Regions from separate parts of the Mus musculus genome. Here regions 1 and 3 are each linked to region 2. The links are chromatin contacts, called in public Hi-C and HiChIP or PLAC-seq maps. All regions are on one chromosome and are shown on one strand. Each heading gives the region's core, a stretch centred on a gene start, on an enhancer-like site or on the middle of the called end of the contact. The rest is flanking DNA. Distances are from core to core; before and after follow the strand shown. Region 1 has its middle 50 kb from the start of Gm39696. Region 2 overlaps Pbx1 (pre B cell leukemia homeobox 1). Region 3 has its middle 6.6 kb from the start of Gm39696.

Region 1 (2,959 bases), core at 137-2,636, 330 kb before region 2:
TCAGTGGATAAGGTCACTCACTGCCAAGCCTGATGATAGAAGTTCAACGATCAAAACACACACTGTAGAACACAATTAACTTCTTCTACTCATGTGCCATATATATTCATTTGTGTGGGCCTGCATACACACACACACACAATGTAGTTGATTTTTTTAAAAATGAGTAGTGGTATACTGATTTAAATATATTGGGCACAGGAAATTTTAGACAGCATATTATTCAGGCTTCTGTGCGGTTGTTATTTATTGTGTTTTGCTGAATTTATAGTGATAATTCTGAGTATCGCATGAAGCAGAATGATGCAAATATTGCAATTGGTGAGTGGGCACAATTTGAGTTGCAGAAAGGCAGCTGTAGACAAAGAAGCAGTAGTTGCTTAAAAGAGATAATCACGCTTTGCAGTGGGGCGATGGGAATGGTGCGTTGAGGGTAAGACCCATCCAACCAAGGAGCTACAGGGATGCCTGAGCAGGTAACCTAGGGGAATGTTTTAACATGCAGTCACTCAGAGGTGATGACAGCTGTACATCACGCTACATATCAAGCTGGCAAAAGAACTTGGCATCGTCCATGTAATGATGTTTACAGATATATAGAATGTAACAGTTACAGGGTCATAGAAGCTTTGCCAAGTTTCCAGGAAAAAAAAAATAGAAGTGAAGCAATGTGTAGCAAGGTTTGAATCCTTACAGGGAGGTGGGAGTATGAGACAATAACTTCCTACATTGGTAGAAGAGGAAGCAAAGTAACACTTCTTATGTTGGTAGATGGGGAAACAGGCTAAGGCTAGCCCTTAAAAAGGGCTATGCCTTCAAAGCACTATCCCTAGTGGCCTATATCTTCCAACTAAAACCAATGCTTATATTTTCCCAAGTGCACTGATAACAAGAAACCTAGTGTTCAAAACCATGAGCCTATGTGGGGGCTCTGTGAACTCAAACCACAGCATTCTGCCTCTGACTTCCCTAGGCTCATGGACATTCTCATATTGCAGAACAAATTCTGGTTTCTAGAGTGCCTATAGTTTTACCAATCATAACACTATTCAAAAGTCTAAACGCTCATCTGGGACTCAAGGCAAACTCTTAGCTTGGGGTCATAAAAATTGCAAAACAGGTTAAACTCTTCCCCTATACTCCGGCACAGAGTACAAATGTCCATTCCAAAACAAGGAGTGGAGATTAGCAGTAGAAGATTAGGTTAAAACAAAATAGAAACCCAGGAAGGCGAATCCTGCACCTTGTGCCTGGCACTTGTCACTTCTGATGGTATCACCTGTGCTCTAGTGGACTTATATAGCACCACCCCTATGGCTGTCCTGACTATAAGACACCCAGGCTGTCTCCTGAGTCAACTCCACTCAGAGCCTGCAGCTTTCTTTGGCAGACGTTCCACATACATTCCTGGAATCTCTCACGTCCTGGCATCTACACTGAGACTTCAGACCTCATTGTTTAGTTTTATTCCATTGGGTGTATCTACCACAATTTGCTTATCTATTCTCGTCATGACAGACTTTGGGCTCGAGTTCATTTTGAAGAAATAATACGAGTAGAGCTACCATGATCATTTTCATTTTTTTAAAATATGTAACTTCTTTTGCTAAATAGCTAGCAGTAAGATCTCAGAGACACTGGGAGGTACTCATCTGAAGTCATGCAAAGCATTCTATCTGATTTCCAAACCCTGCTATTCTACCCTCCAACAATGAATCAGAGCTCTGGTTGTCCCACATCCTTGTTTGATTTTGTTACTATTTTCGCTTTTAGCAACTATGTAATGGTACCTCATGTGGTTTTACTTCCATTTTCTTAATGACCAAAAATGTTGGGTCCTTTTTTGTGTGCTTATAATTCACTTACATATTTTCCTCCTTGGAAAAGCTATTTTTGACTGTTGCCTGTTTTCCATTGACTTATTTGTCTTTTTTCCAGGAGCTCTGCGTAGGGTCTGGGAAAAGCCCTTTGTCACAGATGGATCAGGAACACTCCCAGTCTAATGCTGTCCTATTGATTTCTTCTTTTTTTATTGAATTGCATTTATTTATTCATTTGGTAGTGTTTTCTGCTGATGAATTGAAATGTTAATGATTGTTAATTTTTCAGTCTCCTTTTATAGTGATTATTGTCAGTCCTATCATTGAAATATCTTGCAAAAATTCTATTTCTTTTCTAGATCTCTTAAAGCTTTTGTAGTTTACTCTGAGCAGAAAGTGGATCTCTCACTTGTATAAAGTTCTACGATTGACTAAGCATTGAAATATAGTAGTGTGCAGAGTATCTGCAGCCAATTTGTTTGTACTGGGAATAGCCTATCTGAGTGTCCCCTTCCCTGATGGCTATAAGGTAGAGTTGGTCAAAGGTGAAGTTTCATTGGAATATGGGAGTGAAGCAGCATCCACTATTTCCGGGGGGGTGGTGTCCAGCAAATGCTTGGGAGATGAGAAAGAGATATAAAGATATAGACAGGTCCCAGCTTCCCTTCTGCCCTCCCTATTCCAGGTTCAGCCCTTTTTGACAGCTTGCCCATATGACCGGTTCTTGCCACAATCCCACAAGACTTATTAATTCATAGATACAGTGGCCTATAAGAACAACCAGCTCCAATACATTCTCTCTCTGCCAGCATTCTCTAGGTTTTGGATCCCTAACCAGGGTTCTCCCTGCAAGGCCCTGCATTTTCCACAGTGCCAATCCTGGTCATTTCTGTCCTCTCCCACCTCGCTGGACCTTCGTTTCCCACCTCCTTCCCACATGCTACTTGCACGGGTACATTCCCAGTTTGGCCATGCTTACTGAAGCCCAGCTTCCTAGACAGAGTCCTTCCCAGCACAATGACCAAGTGGCATACATACACAGCAAGTGGCTAAACAAAGTGACTAAAGAGTCCGATGCTGCAGATTCTGAGACCAGTGTTGCTTAGCTACTTCAATTGCTTCTCAGAAGCTACACCACC
Region 2 (2,928 bases), core at 393-2,892:
AAGATCTTACTGTCTCGTTGCTGGAAGGAAGTTTACAAGTCCCTTTCTGATATCATATGCTGTTTATGCATACCTGATTGCTAATAAGCCAAGAAAAATATTGGAAGGATTGAAAGATATCTTGTCTTCACACCAAGTGGTATCACTTTAGGAGGCTTTTGACCCTGAACGAAGCCCTGTGTGATTCTAAGGGGACAATACTGAGTATCAGAGTGAGTCCCAGATTTATAGATTCTGTGCACTGGAACCCTCTGAAGAGGCCATTCTAGGCCAGCAGCCAGGAAGATTCCCGCTTGGTCCTCTAAGGTCTGAGTTCCGTCAGTACTGGGCTCTCTGGAGCCTATCCATCAACCGTTGTCTGGCAGCTGCCTGTAATGCTGGATTGTGAAACTGGGGGAATCAAATGGTTAATCATTTCCATTTACTTGATAGACGACTCTTTAAAATAACTCACCCAGACAGCTTTTCCATCAAAGACGGAAGAGGCTTGAGCACTTCGGGGGAAGAGCGCCTATAAGTACAACCCCAAGCTTCAGGCTACTAAGGAATGGAAGATGTGGGTCCCGACACTGTTTAGAAGAATCAGTTCATAGCACAGTCATTTTCCAGCTGGAGAAGTGTCCACCGGTTTGTGGATGGTTATGCCTGTAAGGAAATGACAGAACCTGAAAGGTCGGGGTGGAGGAGTAAGGGGTTGGGAAGGGGGGAGGTGTTCTACAAAGCTTAAAGCAGTTTGGTGTACTCTTAGGCCTCGGGGGAACCCTTCACAGATACCAGTCCTGTGCTTGGGTGACTCTCCCTCACACAGAGAGCCATTGCCTTAATGTCAGCATAGCATTGCTTGTTTAGAATGGCCACATATGAAAGGCAGATCTGAGTTTTGGGAAATGGGCACTGGAAGAGACGGGAGAGCAAACGTGTTCTCTCTGTACAACTTACAACCGGAGGGTGGGGCACGTGTCAGGAACCAGCTGTGGCAGGACACAGATGCCTAAGACGCCATAGTTCTACATCCTACTTGGCTGCTGTGCACAAGAGCGCTGAAAAGACCCGAAGAGGTGCATAATACATGATCCGGGAGATCATGGGAGATCACCATGTCACCACTGGCTTCCAGGAGCTCTCGATCTTGGTGGCAGGAGCCTGCCTTGTTTTAGCCAAGTTTCTGTACCTTTATAATCTGTAAGTGTGCTAGCAGAGCGTGTGCTTTCTGTCATCAGGTGACACAATTCAATGTGCACAAAGGGTCCCAGCGGATGAATGGTTTCACTTTCTAGAAGTACAAGGGCAGGTTACTTCTTTCTCCACTGGCTTCAGAGCTCTGCCTGGCTTGGGCTTGGCACCTTCTTCTGCCTTGGTACCTTGAAACCATGAAGAGACTTCCTCAAGCCTTCCCTAAGTCTTATGTCCCTTCTCCAACCATCTCTTTATCTTGCTCAGCTGAGCGAGTCTCAAGCTTCACTCCATAGCCTGAAACAATGCCTTCTGCTAATATGCCCTCCTCCCTGTCTGCCCACATTTGGGAATCTCAAATCGGAGTAGATCCCAATTCCCCAGCTCCATGGAGATGTTGGTAGCTATGGGACCCTTCTTTAAACAAGTCCTCGGTGGGGAGAGAGTGCCCTCTAGTGGGCATCAGCCAGGAGCGACTCTGGAGCTGTGTTGCTCAGCCAAGGACAAAACAATCCTTTGCACAGACCTCCCACTGGCTCTCTTGAATGTGCCTTTGGGTTTGGTTTGTTTTTCTCCTTGTGTGAAGAAAATAAATAAAGAATGAACAGCAGGAGGCCAGTTGTGAGGGCTGCTCCAATCAGGCTGTGACAGTCTCCTTATCGCTGGAGTTTTAGCACCGGATTAACCCTAGGGCAAGTGATAGCAGCTGATGTGACTTCAGGTGTTTTCTGAAGGCTGTGACAACCTCTGTATAAATCACTTACCTGTCGTGACTGGTCTCTGTCGTGATTGGAATGGGAGGCAGTGATTTGTGAGTAGGAAACCCCTTTAAGAATTATTAGCTAACAAGGATAAATATCTTGGTGTTATGTACAGCCAGTGGGGCTGTTGGGACCCTGTATGACCAGCATGCACAGGCAAGGGGACTCTTAAAGCTCAGTTTCAGGGAAAGCTGTTGGGCAGGAGAGGGAAAGGAAGGAGGGAGGGGGTGCTGGGCACCCATCAGGGAGGCGGGAACCTGATCATATGTGATGGCTGCAGGATTAGGTAACAGCTCGGCTGGTTGAAATTGGATCTTGGAGGACGAGTGTTAACATCTCTGGTGTCCCAGTGAAAGGTTCATTTGAGTCTTGCATGGTGCTAGAGAGATAAAAAGGAGCTTTTAAATAAGCATTTTGTATCCAGCTCACCAGAGTACTGACTTCAAGCCATAAATAGGAAGTGTCACTTCTGTTAGCCGTATCGCTTATTTCTTTAAAGCTGGCGGCATTTTTTTTTTAACTGACTAGCTGAACAATTTCCGGGTCAGTGAATCCAAATACCTCAGTTTGTTTGTTTTGTTGTTGTTGTTGTTGTACTAGTATCTTGAAATCTTGTCCTGGGAAGAAATACAGACCTGCAAGATTCTCTGCCTTTTTCAAACACACACGTGCACCCCAAGACCATCAGAGCAATCACCTCCTATGTACTATAGCACAACAAAGTGCTCCCCTATTTGTGCCTACTTCTTGCACATTGTCCAGTGTAGTTTACTTTCATGAGTAGAGTATAATTGAAATGGTGCAATGTGTGTGTGGACGGAGGACGGTTCTTCTGGGTTTCTTCTTCTTCTTCTTCTTCTTCTTCTTCTTCTTCTTCTTCTTCTTCTTCTTCTTCTTCTTCTTCTTCTTCTTCTTCTTTTCATTCTCTTATTTTCAAATCTCTGGTAGAACCTTTCTTTACATGTCTGTAAAGCAATTGTGATGAGTCTTGGCA
Region 3 (2,804 bases), core at 243-2,742, 290 kb before region 2:
TTATTCTGATAATTAATCCTAAAATGAAGAGAGAGGAACAGAAATCAGAGAAAACCTGGAAATGTGTATAAACCATGCCCTGTTCTTACCTATGTAGCTGCCTCAAAACAAAAAAACAAAAACAAAACAAACAAGCAAACAAAAACCACAAAGAGGCGAAAATCACAGGTCATTTTTCTCAAAGGAAAAAGCCATGATTGGAGGTCCCAATTTCTTTAGGCATATAATCTACAGCTTGCCAATGGGTCACCATTTAAATATACATTTGTAATTCTGACATTTGCATGGTGGAAGCTAACTTTCCACAGGTCAATGATATTTATGGTCACTAAATTCAAACTTCAGTTAAGTATATCTTAGGTTTTGAATTGATAGAACCATGAAACGTTGTCTCACTTTGAAGATCAAAATAGAATATGGAGGAGACAAAGAACAAGGGACTGATGCTTCTAGCTTCTGTACCTCCACAGTTCTGGTGCCAACCTCATCAAAGCATTGCCAATTGATTATGGAACAAGGTGAAAAGATTTGTGTGTGTGTGTGTTCCATGAAAAGTACTCACATGAGAAGTGGGATAATGGGAAATCAGTCAGCAACGACGATACAGTGTGTGCATAGAGTGCCCTGACAGTGCACATGGCAGAAAGAGGAGCATTTATTCTGAGCTGGAGAAATACCTCACCAGTTTACAAATGGAAGCAGGGGGGGAAATCAGGCTGGTGGGTTAGAACTGTGTTAAAGACAAGAGGGATTTTCAGTAACTCATCAGTATAGAACTTAAGAAGAAAAAACAACACACAAATTCTTTTCTGAGAGGTGTGTGTGTGTGTGTGTGTGTGTGTGTGTGTGTGTGTGTGTGTGTGTGAGACTATGTGTCTGTGTAAAACAATAACTAAAGAAGAGATCATGGACTTGGTGAGCAATAACATGGAAAGAATTGGGGGAAGGAGGGATAGAAATGATGTAAATACAATATTCATATATGGAATTCTCAAATTTATAAAAATCTAAGCAAAAAACAAACACAATGGAAAGGTAAAATAACAATAGTAATACTATGTAGCCACTCTTCCTAGGAAGCTCGCCTCATGGTACATTGGCTAAAATCCTGGGTCAATCCCTTGCAAGAAAATTGTCAGTAAAGCCTGATGTCACTCTTGAAAGTTTTTAGAGCTGGAGTTGTGCCTTTATATCCCCTGACTACAGAGGTCAGGCCACTCTGGCCATTGGCCACAATGAGATCACAGAGAATTGATTCATGAGCCCACTTATTACAAGAAATAAAATAGTTTCCACTTGAATAAGCGAAACCTCCTTGGACGTCTCTTTATTGTCGGACCCTGGCAGTGTTACAGGCTTTGTCTTATCAGACGTGCCTGAACTTGGAATTAATTACTAAGGAAAAAGGAATGTATGTTCATAGGACTTGGTACGTATGAAGCAACAGTGCAGGTTCCGCAAGGTTGGCGGCACTGTCCCAGCCTGTGCCTCTGTGGCAGCATAAGCTTTCAGGAGTAGTTTTATCTATGTTGTCTTTGGAAACCTGGGTACAGGTAAGGTCAGGGTCACAGGATGAAAGCACTTAAAATATGCAAGGGATATGGCTTGCCAGATTCACTGTAATAGGGTGAAGAGCTTGGATAAAGTCCATTGCTGTTTACTCCAGACATGAGAGAGAGAGAGAGAGAGAGAGAGAGAGAGAGAGAGAGGGAGAGGGAGAGGGAGAGGGAGAGGGAGAGGGAGAGGGAGAGGGAGAGGGAGAGGGAGAGAGAGAGAGAGAGAGAGAGAGAGAGAGAGAGAGAGAGAGAGAGAGAGAAAATAAATCACAAATGGGAAAATTTAACCTAGGAGCTGAGGGAGGTAGGCAGCTGTTGTGGGCAGTAACTTAGCACAGACACTGGCTAGTACCGTGCTTTATCACACATTACTATTGAGACAGCATCAGCCAAAACAAATAGACAAAACAGTCCACTACTGTAATTAAAAAAAAAAAAAAAAAAACAGGCGGGAGGGACTTATGAGAGGGAAACCAGGAGGAGAAGGGCACAGCAATCAGGATGTAAAATGAATAAATAGATTGAGGGGAAAAAAAAACTTTCTATAGAGCTCAAAGAAAGAAAAAGGAGAGAGAGAGAGAAAGAGAGAGAGAAAGAGAGAGAGAGAGAGAGAGAGAGAGAGAGAGAGAGAGAGAGAGAGAGAGAGAGCAAGCACAGTTCTGCTCAGCATGGGAAACACTCATTGTTCCTCTGTCTTACACACTCAGGATCATGTGTCTGATAGGTATCTTTTCCTAATCCCTCCAGGGGAATGGAAAACGATCTTTAAATAACTGAGCTTAGAGTTAGGAATTTTGCTCCGTTAGGGAGCACTTGCCTAGCAAGCACTAGACCCTAGGTTAGGCCCCCAACATGGAAATAAGAGAGGGGAGGGACAGAACTTACACAGTGAAATTCCTAGTGTGATCTAGAAAATCATATTTGATCAAGATTGAATGTGAAAGTAATGTCACACTGATAATGAGCAAATGTCTTAAGCATGGGTGTGTTGTTTAACATGTCTGAATGTCTTTTGGAATAAAACTCAAAACTGTGATTTACTGAGTTCATATTTAGAGTCTTGCATAGATTAGAAGCCCAAGATTTTCCTAGGTAAATCTCCAAAGGCCTATGGGTTTCAGTTTCTCCATATATTAGCAACACAGTAGCCAGCTTGAAAGTTCACATATACTTTACTGAACTCATATTTATAAGGCTTCTCAGACTGATATACACACACACACACACACACACACATATATATCCTGA

Evidence for each region. A called contact is a pair of places that touch in the nucleus more often than the background predicts. HiChIP or PLAC-seq counts read pairs in DNA pulled down with a chosen protein or histone mark.
Region 1: a FOXA1 HiChIP or PLAC-seq map of pancreatic cancer cells shows a contact between it and region 2. The contact joins two enhancer-like sites. A contact is called at or near these places in 6 of 484 Hi-C or Micro-C datasets (the HL-1 cell line, cerebral cortex, cortical neurons and 3 more) and 2 of 115 datasets of contacts at active chromatin or transcription factors (embryonic stem cells and pancreatic cancer cells).
Region 3: a contact with region 2 is called in a Hi-C map of pancreatic cancer cells, with 6 times the contacts expected there. The contact joins two enhancer-like sites. A contact is called at or near these places in 1 of 15 datasets of contacts at CTCF or cohesin (the NIH/3T3 cell line), 3 of 484 Hi-C or Micro-C datasets (the C2C12 cell line and pancreatic cancer cells), 1 of 115 datasets of contacts at active chromatin or transcription factors (pancreatic cancer cells) and 1 of 9 other capture datasets (embryonic stem cells).

What each region holds. Positions count from the first base shown.
Region 1 is chr1:168,544,013-168,546,971 of GRCm38.p6, reverse strand. No RefSeq gene overlaps it. Among named protein-coding and RNA genes, the nearest start is that of Gm39696, 50 kb to the right of the region's middle. Within about 2 kb of position 1,386, at least 25 of the 459 cell types and tissues checked have an H3K27ac peak or open chromatin away from gene starts, as enhancers often do. A contact at or near this core is called in pancreatic cancer cells, where this site is marked.
Region 2 is chr1:168,213,030-168,215,957 of GRCm38.p6, reverse strand. All of the region lies in intron 2 of Pbx1 (pre B cell leukemia homeobox 1), which reads left to right. Among named protein-coding and RNA genes, the nearest start is that of Gm51671, 130 kb to the left of the region's middle. Within about 2 kb of position 1,642, at least 56 of the 459 cell types and tissues checked have an H3K27ac peak or open chromatin away from gene starts, as enhancers often do. A contact at or near this core is called in pancreatic cancer cells, where this site is marked.
Region 3 is chr1:168,501,074-168,503,877 of GRCm38.p6, reverse strand. No RefSeq gene overlaps it. Among named protein-coding and RNA genes, the nearest start is that of Gm39696, 6.6 kb to the right of the region's middle. Within about 2 kb of position 1,492, at least 59 of the 459 cell types and tissues checked have an H3K27ac peak or open chromatin away from gene starts, as enhancers often do. A contact at or near this core is called in pancreatic cancer cells, where this site is marked.